Linked DNA regions of Mus musculus: region 1 is linked to region 2. The links are chromatin contacts, called in public Micro-C maps. All regions are on one chromosome and are shown on one strand. The core of a region is the stretch at or near the end of the contact, and the rest is flanking DNA. Distances in the headings are between cores, read along the strand shown. Region 1 holds the start of Mtmr10 (myotubularin related protein 10). Region 2 overlaps Trpm1 (transient receptor potential cation channel, subfamily M, member 1).

Region 1 (4,373 bases), core at 214-2,713, 48 kb before region 2:
TATGAATCCCTACTTCTATTTGTAAGGTCTCCATCTAAGATAAATTTGTTCTTAACAAATGATTTCCAAGAGGCTCGAGCACACACACACACACACACACACACACACACACACACACGGGGATGCCTGGAGACATTCTGGTTGTACTGAGGATGTTAGCAGTTAGCAGAAGATGGGGGCACCACTATCATGGAACTGATAAGAGGCCAAAGAGGTAGGGATGGCTGTCAGCTCAGGACAGCTTCTCACAAGAATTGCCCAGCCTGAAAGGTCAATAGTGTCTCTACTGGGAAACAAAGTTCTAAACTGAAAGAAGCAAACTTGCAGACAGCTGACAACTTCAAAAGCCAATTACAGAGTCAGTCAATGTCTGCTAAGCTTTGTCATTATCTTAGAACACAGACATGCTTTTCATACTATCAAAACACATTAAAATGATTGGATTATTAATCATGATTTCATTAGGTGGTAACACATATGGAAAGCATAAGAACTTTCACTACCCAAGCAATTAGATTCATCTTTCAAAACTACCCTTTCAGGAGACAGAAAAGAAATGAGGTAGTTATTCTCTTGAAAGTCTTCTATTGTACTTTAAACTTTCCGAGACAAACATCAATTATGTCTAGCCAACTCTCTGGAGAAAGTTAAAAATAATGGAAAGGGAAAGAGAACTACACAATACCATTCCGTACAATCTCAGTCCAAGGCACATTCAAATTCTGAAATTTACCTGGCAAAAGGACCGGCTCCAGCTTTTTAATCTTCGGTTCGGAACTGATCTTATCGTCAGTCTGAAATACAGGAACAAAATAAAGCAAAATCCAAACACCGCCCTGTCACAAGATACTAAGGCAGATTTTCTAAGTGATGACACATGCAACAGACATATATCCCCTACTAAAAACTCTTTCAGGTCCAAATAGAGATCGTTTTAAGATCTTCTCGTCGACTTGAGAGCCTCACAATAAACATATTTACAACAGCCCAAGCCGCTTTCAAGAATTCACAGCTATGAGACAGGTAAGCTCTGCGAGGTGTCCACAGCGCTGCAACCATCTGGCAGTCACCGCAGGGTCGGTGCCCAGCCCCGAAGGAAGGAAAGAAATGCAGCTCCGGACGGTTCTACGATCTCGTCACACGGCAGGACTAGGGACCGCAGGACTTCGGCCAGAGAATGGCCGCCGCCGCGGAGCGCTACAAGTTTCTACTGCGCCCGTGGCTCCCGGGAGGCGCGCTTGCCGGCGACTCGTCTGGGTCCCGAGCCCCCCGCCGGGTCGCGAGCGCTTACCTGGGCCGGCGGCAGGAGGTAGGACCTGAAGCTGGGTCTGGGCGGCTTGAGAGAGAACATGGTGCCGCCGCCTGTGCGCCCCGGCCCTATGGCCGGTCAGAAGTCTCCCGGTTCAGCGTTCCCGGTGCAGCTGCCCAGGCCGGGTCTGCGGCCCGCCCCGCCGGGCGGACTGACGGGCGGGGACGGACCAGGCCGAGCGCCCGCCCGAAATAGGCGGAGCCTGGTGGAGCCACGCCCATCCCCGGAAGCGACTCGCGCGGAGCTGCAGTCAAAGCTTTCAGTCTCTAGGCGGTACTGTCACGGAGCGCGACGCTGGAGTGGGGCGCCACGGGGACCCGAGAGGCCATCTTGAGAGCGCGCTTCTACGGAGGCCCGCAGGGGTCACGGAGGATTTCACAGGCCTACTGCGACTCACGAGGGTCATGCCGGCTTCGCGAAGCTGCAATGGCCTGTGGTGGTCAGTGTGCACGGTAGCTGCTGTTCCAGGACCCGAGTCCTCCGGCATCTGCGATGGCTGCTATATTAAAGGAGGGAAGACTTTTCTTTCACCTCTTGCTACCAATTGATTTAACCACTGGTTTCCTTGAGGTTCTGAGGCTTGGCTTGTGCTGAGTGCCTGGGACAGATGATACTGGCTGGCAAACCAGAACCCCCAGTTTAGTTTTCTGATTTTATTCTTCTCGTTAAACTTTAAGTGAAAAGGGATATTAAGCAAGTTGTCTCCCCACGCCCCTTTCCATCCTCATTTATAAAGATGCTATTCAACAGGTAAGTTAACAGAATTCCAGGGAGAGAAGACCCCATCGCTGGTGGGAACCAAACACTGTTAAATTTCAAACCCTGGGACTAATAGGTCAGGTGCCTGTTTAACATATAGCATACCTGGCTTCCAGGTTCTCTCAGCATCCCTTAGTCCCTAGCTTTTATGGGACCTGTTATGGTTAGCATACCCAACCCTCTACCCAGGGACTCTCCAACCCAGGGACTGGGCTGCCCTTCCCCAGAGGCTCTTCTCTATAAAATCCAGTCATTTTGGTTATTTAATGACTGATCTCTTTCACCTTTTGCCCTCTTGGCTGCTACACCTTCTTCCTCTCTCTCCTCTCCCCCTTCCTGCCCTGCTCTCCTCACATGGCTCATGGTCAAGTCTACTCTGAACTCTCCCAGATTTCTCTGCCTCTGGCTATGATCTCCCTTTTATCTACAAAAAACTTTCTCCTCCACCATACCAAAGAGTAGTCATGTCCTTTCTTTTCTTTCCCTTTTCCCTTCATTCATACAGTAGGTTGTGGAAATGAGAATCTGCCACTTAGCTGCAAAGGGCTGTCCAACTTCAGCACAGCATAGGGTATGTCTAGATTTGTTGTGCCTCTGAACTGAAGTAGACTTTGGTGGGAGGGGGCCAGTGGTATTCCATGCCCCTATACTTTGAAAAATAGTGGTCCAAACTCAACATTTTATCATGAATGTCAGAGGGAAACTGACGTGAGCCCCAGAAATCACAGTCATCATGCAGACAAGTGCACTGACATCACTAATACTGTGTGTTCTTCAGCTTGTCCTGGAGTCAGAGCCCTGAATCTTTCTAGCTTATCTGTTTATAACACTTGACTGTATTTTGACATGTAAATTCAGTTGAACTACTCATGAAAAAACACTGGTACATATTTAACTTTTATGACGATTCTGTTACTTTTCTACCTTAAATGGATGTATTCCCTAAAAGTCTTCAAACACTTGTGCTCTTTTGGGGGGAGGGGGTGTTGTCCATATTTTCTTAGAATCTGCATCTTTTATGCATGTCAGCAAAAAAAACTGAAAAATGGGGGAACTCCAGATTTGTTATCTTTCTGGATAATTTTAAAATACCATATTCTGCATATCTAGTTGTACTAGTCCACTTAGGCACTTGGGTTACTGTCTGACCTACTGCTACTGATTCCTTTCTGACTGCATTAGGCTGCTCCAGGCACCCTAGTCTAGACAACAAAAATGTATTATCTCAGTGGTGGAGTCAGAGAAGCACAAGAGCAAGGCTCTGTAAAGATGGATTTTGAGTTTCCCTTCCCTTTTTCTTGCTGTGCTAGCAACTGAACGGAACTCCAGGCTCCCCAAGTACTTAGCAGGTGACTTATTACTGAACTGTAACCCCCAACTCCTTTATTGACAGGGTTTTACTGAGTTGCTGGCCTTGAACTTGAGCCTACAAGTAGATGGTAGGCTCTACCAGACTCAGCTTCAAAGATGTTTCCCACCAGGGCTCCCAGTATCTTTAGCCAATGGCTTCCTCCTTGTTATGTTCTCACAAGGGGGGACTTTCTTCTTAGAACATTGAGCCTATCTGATTAACACCCTGACTTTTTTGTCTTAAGGCCCTGTCTCTGAGTATGTTCTCATTAGGGGTCAGTGTTTCAGAGTGTGTGTTTGGGAGTTTGGAGTGACAGAAGTCAGTCTGTTGATAGGCTTTGCAGGCCCTTCTTAGAGTCTCATCTTCACTACTGTGTTTGGTGTATTAGACCATCCCCAGCTTTGGGCTTTTGTGTTAAAGTTTTAAGCTGCTTGTCTAATTATACATCTGTTCCCATTGTTGATTTTTCTATATTAGAGAACACTGGCATTCCCTAGAGAGATCAGTTTTTTTTTTCATTGACAGAAGAGAGAGGGAGAGACAGACAGACAGACAGAGAAAGAGAGAATATATTTTTTTTCTTGAATACCTAATGGGTGCTAGATACTTTATGTTTTATTTGGTCACTCATTCAATCAGTTAACAGATTTTTATTGAGTGCCAGCTTTGTGATGGGCCTGAATCAGGACTCATAAGAGTCCAATGTTCTTTAGGTTCATGGCATTCTACTGAAATGAGTAGAAAGAAAGAAAAAATATATATGTATGTATGTATATATATATATGTGTGTGTGTACATGTACATATACATATAAAACGTGTAACATAGTTTAAAGGTACTGTAAAGGAAGTTAGGAATGGAGGGAGAGGAGTAATTGTATTTATCAATAAAGATTTAGGTTAAATCAAGGACGGCCTTACTGCATTGATGGCATCTGAGCAAAGACTAAACGGA
Region 2 (5,024 bases), core at 1,203-3,702:
GGCTCTATTAAGTTAATAATTATTATTCTATTATCCCATGAGTTGATTGTTATATAACTTAGAAGATGGCTTTTTATTCTGGGACTAGTCCTAACACAATCCATTTTAGTAGTCAGGAATAACTTACTGGTTTGTGAGCAGTCTCACATTCTGTGACCTGTTTTGAAATAAATGTCATCATGGATTTTTCTCATACTAATCACCCAAAGAACATAGCCACCCCAGGATGGAGCCTGTGAACCAAAGACTGTTGGGTTACAGGTAGGGGCCAGCCTTAGGTCTCACTGTCACTGACTTCTGCCAAAGGCTAGGGAGTTATCAATCTGAATTTTACTATGAGAGCTTTCTAAAATGGATGCAACTTCTTAAAACATGAAATCCAGATTCTGATGTGAATCATTTCTGTGATGGTTCTAGCTTCCAAGATGCAGAACAAGTATATAGAGATACAACTGTTGCCGAATTAATTTTTAAATTTAAAATTATTTTATCTTATGTGTATGTGTGCTTTGCCTGCATGTATGTCTATGTAATGTGTATATAGTGCACTCAGAAGCGAGAAGATGGTGTTTGATTCCTGGTACTGGAATTACAGATGGTTGTTAGCCACCATGTGGATGCTGGGAATAGATCCCAGGTCTTCTGGAAGAACAGCCAGTGTTCTTAATCACTCCCCAGCTACCTGCTACTGAACTCTGACTACTTCTAAGAACTTAGGCTCTCTTATGTCCTGGGACTGCAAAGCAGATTCTTAGAAAAGCAAAGGACATTTTCTTTTCTCTTACTATTGAAATATAATCAGTATCGAATCAGAACAAATTTGATAAATGTAGTTATCACACTAAGTTTAAATATGACATGGAAGAAAGAAGATGCCATGTATCAAGTCCCTGGTGCACAGTAAGAGATAAATGTCTATGTAAGGGCATGCATAGGAAATGTGCAACCCATGCCTTCCTGTTGGAGTTTATGAAGATGTCAGCATGCAGGGCAATTGCATGTGTTAAGCCAGCTGCAAAGGAAAGACTGAAACGAAATCAAAGGAAGCCACACCCTAGCTTGGTTTGGTGCTCTAATGCCAAGTTATCTGGTTACTCATGGGGAATTGTTACTAACCATCTTTCCAATCATCATCACATAGGGACCAAGATATTTGTTGACACCAAAGATGTCTAACACTCGGATGTACCAGAGGATGATATCCACACAGTAGATGACCCGACCATAGCCCATGTATGGCTGGCTCTGGAGACGAAGGATGGCCCCAACCATGAACATGGAGATGGCCACGAGGTCTGTGATGTTCCAGTACTCCTGGAGCCACACTTTGATTTTCTGGCTGAGTTTGCCTGGTTCCGACATGAGGATCTACAAGTAAACCCCAAAGAGCAGTAAGCTGAGAGGATCCTATTAGAAACCTTATCATCATTAGATTCTTGGAAAGATAAGAGTGCCAGGACAGTCAGGGCCAGGGCACTGAATTCTGCACATGAATTTTTCTGGCAGAGGGTATATCTAGAGGGGGAAATTCCACAGAATCCTCTGTGTTCTTAGATGCACGGGTTTCATAGACGCAGGAAATGCCTTCCAAATTGTCTCCTTCTGGCTGTAATTAGAGCAGCTGCCTTTTGATTCCCTTTTTAATGATCTGGACTCATGCCTGTTGGCTCACATTCCAGACCTCTACAGAAGGACAGACAACTCTAGAGTAGGGACAAGTTCTCTGTCACCACAGAAGGATGACCCACCTGGCAGAGGATGGCTGGATGGGACTGGGAAACATGGGCTTGCCAAAATTCCTTCTCAAGTTAGACATGAGAAGTCAGGGAAAGTTGAACCAGATTTTCCCCTCCTGTTTGAGATATCCTTTTTTCTGCGTCACCGCTGACTAATAGGACACTTCCACATAGAATAAAGTGGAAACTATTCAGCCAGCAGAGTCATGCATATAAAGTCATGGCAGACACAGCAGAGGCATACAGGGCACAAGGCAGCAATGCCAGGGTACCCCTTCAGCTTTGGAAATCATGGAGAGATCCTGGGATTCCAGGGCCAGTGGAGTGTTGGCTGACTATAAACTAACACAGAAGGGCTCCATGTCTCAGCAAGCCATGTGTACTGGCCGACAGCTGCCCTGTCTCTCCTGTAACTAGTCACAGGATCCAGATCTTGATGGAGGGATAGCAAGTTGGGTCAGTGGGTAAAACACTTACTTGTCATACAAGCCTGGTGACCTGAGTTTGGTTGCCTGAGACCCACGTAAAGGTAGAGAGACAAAAATGGATTCCCAAAATCGTCCTCTGACTCCTACATATGTGTCTCCTCACCTCTGCATCGTACACGTTATATAATGATAAGACAGGCCCTTTGGGAAGTCCTGGATTGTAACAGCCACAGAAATCTAATGGAACCGAGCCAGAGAAGCAATAGGAGTCATGCAAGAGGGTGGGGTAGAGAAGGAATTCCCAGCACTCTTGATTGCTCAGCTGTCATTTGACCAGTGACAGTCATCACACTTACTCTACTGGATGAGCTCAACAGTAAGTACAAAGTAACAGTAATTACGAAGCAACAGTATTGGTTCTATGTCCGTAGGGAAAAGATCGGCAATCAGTACTGTGTGGTTTTTCACTTTAAGCTCCTGTTCTGCCAGGATGAAAACTTGCTGTTTGGGAGTGAATGTAGTTAAGTTCAGACTTGTGGGTGACAGCAGAAGACCCATCCTCAGGGGTGTTTCCTCCGCTTCCTGAAGAAACTGCCTTCTTGGCTAACCCCCACTCCCCCATGTCCCGTGTAGGAGTGTGTCTGTTCTTTTTCAGCACTTCTTTTAGAAACTGGGCCCCTCTGCTTGCAGCAGCTGTTCTGGGCCCCACCCAGGTTCCCTGGAACCTCTCACCAGGTGGGCATGCCACCCATTTGGTGCAGGTGCTCCTGTTAGGCCCACACCTGCCCCATTCTGGGAGGCCTGCCCTTGGGTAATTGGAGTCACTGCTATGCTTGGTGCCGAACAACTGATATGGGTAAGCAACTCCTCTCCCTTCTTTCAGGATTTTTTTCTTTTTCTTTCAGTGGAATTACATTGTGAACAGCCTCTTTCTGAAGCCACGCCTTATTCAGCTCCTTCTCCTATGGCCTCCAGGCCTCTCTTCCATGCACGCTGTGAACAAGAGACCAACTGCGCAAGTGCACAGTGTGACCCAAAGTCCAAAGTTACAGCATAAATGCTATTCCTAGGGCTGGGGAGGAGGATCTATGGGTGAAGTGCTTCTTGGGCAAGCATGAGACCCTGAGTTCGGATGTCTGGAAGTAATGTAACATCTGGATATGGTGGTGTGTGCCTATAGCCCTAGCACTGTGATGAGGGTAGGAATGTTGCAGAGAGCGAGGGATCTAGAGACTTTCCCACCAGCCAGTCTAACTACAACAGTGAGTTTCAGGCTCATTTCAGAGACTCTGCTTCAAACCTGAAGGTAGACAAATGAAGCTAACCTAAGAGAGCATGGGCAAGTCTACCCACATGGATGGGTGCATTCACACAGACGGGCACATGCATTCTCAGGCGCATGTGCAGGCAAGGGTGTGAGTGTGCGTGTGTGGGACACACACACACATGCACACACACACACACACACACACACACATCTTTTAAAAAGTGCAATCTCATGTATCACTCCAGTTTAGCTCTCAGGTCTCAAAAGACAGCCAAAATCTGTGCCCATTTGGAACTATTGGCTCATCTCAAGTAGCTGGCAGCATTTGGTGTAGCTCGTTTACATATTCAAACCTAGTTCTATTATTATGTCATTTATTTTTCCCTGCGTTTTGAACTATGAGTTGAAACTCAGTCAGCGCGAGGGGGTGTATACATCTGAAACAAGCAAATGGAGTGACTGGAGATGGTGACGCCTCCCTGGGAGCCGTCATCTGCACACAACTCTGCATTACTAGCATCGGAAATTGAACTCAGCCATTAGGGGGTGGGACAAGACTTTTCAAGAATCACCTCTCGTATTTTCTCCAATGCAAGGCTCACAATGTAGGAGATGACAATCCATTCTTGGGGTGATGGCCATCCATCCATCCGCACCAGGATGACATAATTGAACAGCAGCAAGTAGCCCAAGTAGGAAATCTGAAGAAGGAAAAGATGGCAGGTGTGTCTCAGGGATGACATTCAGTGCTTCATCTACAAAAGGCTTCTTCCCATAGACTGACCTACTTAGAGGACATCCTTCCTGTGGGTCTATCACTGGTTCGGAAACTGGGGTAGCTTGGGGGTGTCCTACACTTTGGTGCAGTACAGGCTCTGACATAGACAGCCTATGCTCTGCCCAACTATACCTTTGTTATGAAGTTGCAAGGATCATATTTTACAAGGAACCCTTTTTGGTAGTTTGTTGGTATGTCTTTTATATTCTGCGAAAATGGCAAGGGTGACTTAGCACTCCTGTCTCACCCAACTTGCTCTTAAATTCCTGCGTTGTAGATGGACAACTGAGAAGCTAGGAGAGGCCATGTGGACGAATTCTCAGCGAAGGGTCACAGTGCTGACCTAAGAGTCCCTGCCCCCCACTCCCCAATTTCCAGTGACAGGTCTGTGATATTCTGTGGCCACAACAAATTATTGTTTTGACAAGGAAAGGGGTAGGATTGGGGTGGGGGAAGAGTTGAGGCACATGGGGAAAGAGCGCGTCTGGAGGGAGGTTCTTTGTAGCTGGCTCTCCAGAATGGCGTTTTGCCCAAACTACTCTGGGCATGACTCTGGGACTGCTCCAATCTGTTCTTGTGTCCTGTCCTGCTCTTGCAACTAGTGAGCCTCATTTTCAAAGGAGTATAGACAGACCCAAGCCTGGAAAATGACCTGCTGTTTCCAAGCACATCTGTTTGGTGAGGGCTTTGGAGAAGACAGTCTTCCGTTAACTCTGAGTGTGTTTATGATCTGGGTTCAGCCTTGCTATTGTTTCTATTGGAAATGCTCCCATTGGCCCATGTGTTAAATGCTTTGTTCCCAGCCTGTGGTGCAG

What was found. A called contact is a pair of places that touch in the nucleus more often than the background predicts.
Region 1: a contact with region 2 is called in a Micro-C map of muscle stem cells, with 4 times the contacts expected there. The contact joins the promoter of Mtmr10 here to the enhancer-like site in region 2. A contact is called at or near these places in 1 of 15 datasets of contacts at CTCF or cohesin (the NIH/3T3 cell line), 19 of 484 Hi-C or Micro-C datasets (the AML12 cell line, the BV-2 cell line, the C2C12 cell line and 12 more), 8 of 115 datasets of contacts at active chromatin or transcription factors (the SCID.adh cell line, double positive thymocytes, embryonic fibroblasts and 5 more) and 3 of 9 other capture datasets (adipose tissue, liver and pancreatic islet).

The regions. Positions count from the first base shown.
Region 1 is chr7:64,284,760-64,289,132 of GRCm38.p6, reverse strand. It overlaps Mtmr10 (myotubularin related protein 10), which reads right to left and starts at 1,463. Exons shown (of 16, transcript NM_172742.2): 1 at 1,292-1,463; 2 at 734-794. The coding sequence starts at 1,351.
Region 2 is chr7:64,236,764-64,241,787 of GRCm38.p6, reverse strand. It overlaps Trpm1 (transient receptor potential cation channel, subfamily M, member 1), which reads right to left. Exons shown (of 27, transcript NM_001039104.2): 20 at 4,004-4,132; 21 at 1,117-1,368. Among named protein-coding and RNA genes, the nearest start is that of Mir6416, 11 kb to the left of the region's middle. Within about 2 kb of position 2,452, at least 44 of the 459 cell types and tissues checked have an H3K27ac peak or open chromatin away from gene starts, as enhancers often do. A contact at or near this core is called in the C2C12 cell line, the NIH/3T3 cell line, adipose-derived mesenchymal stem cells and 4 more, where this site is marked.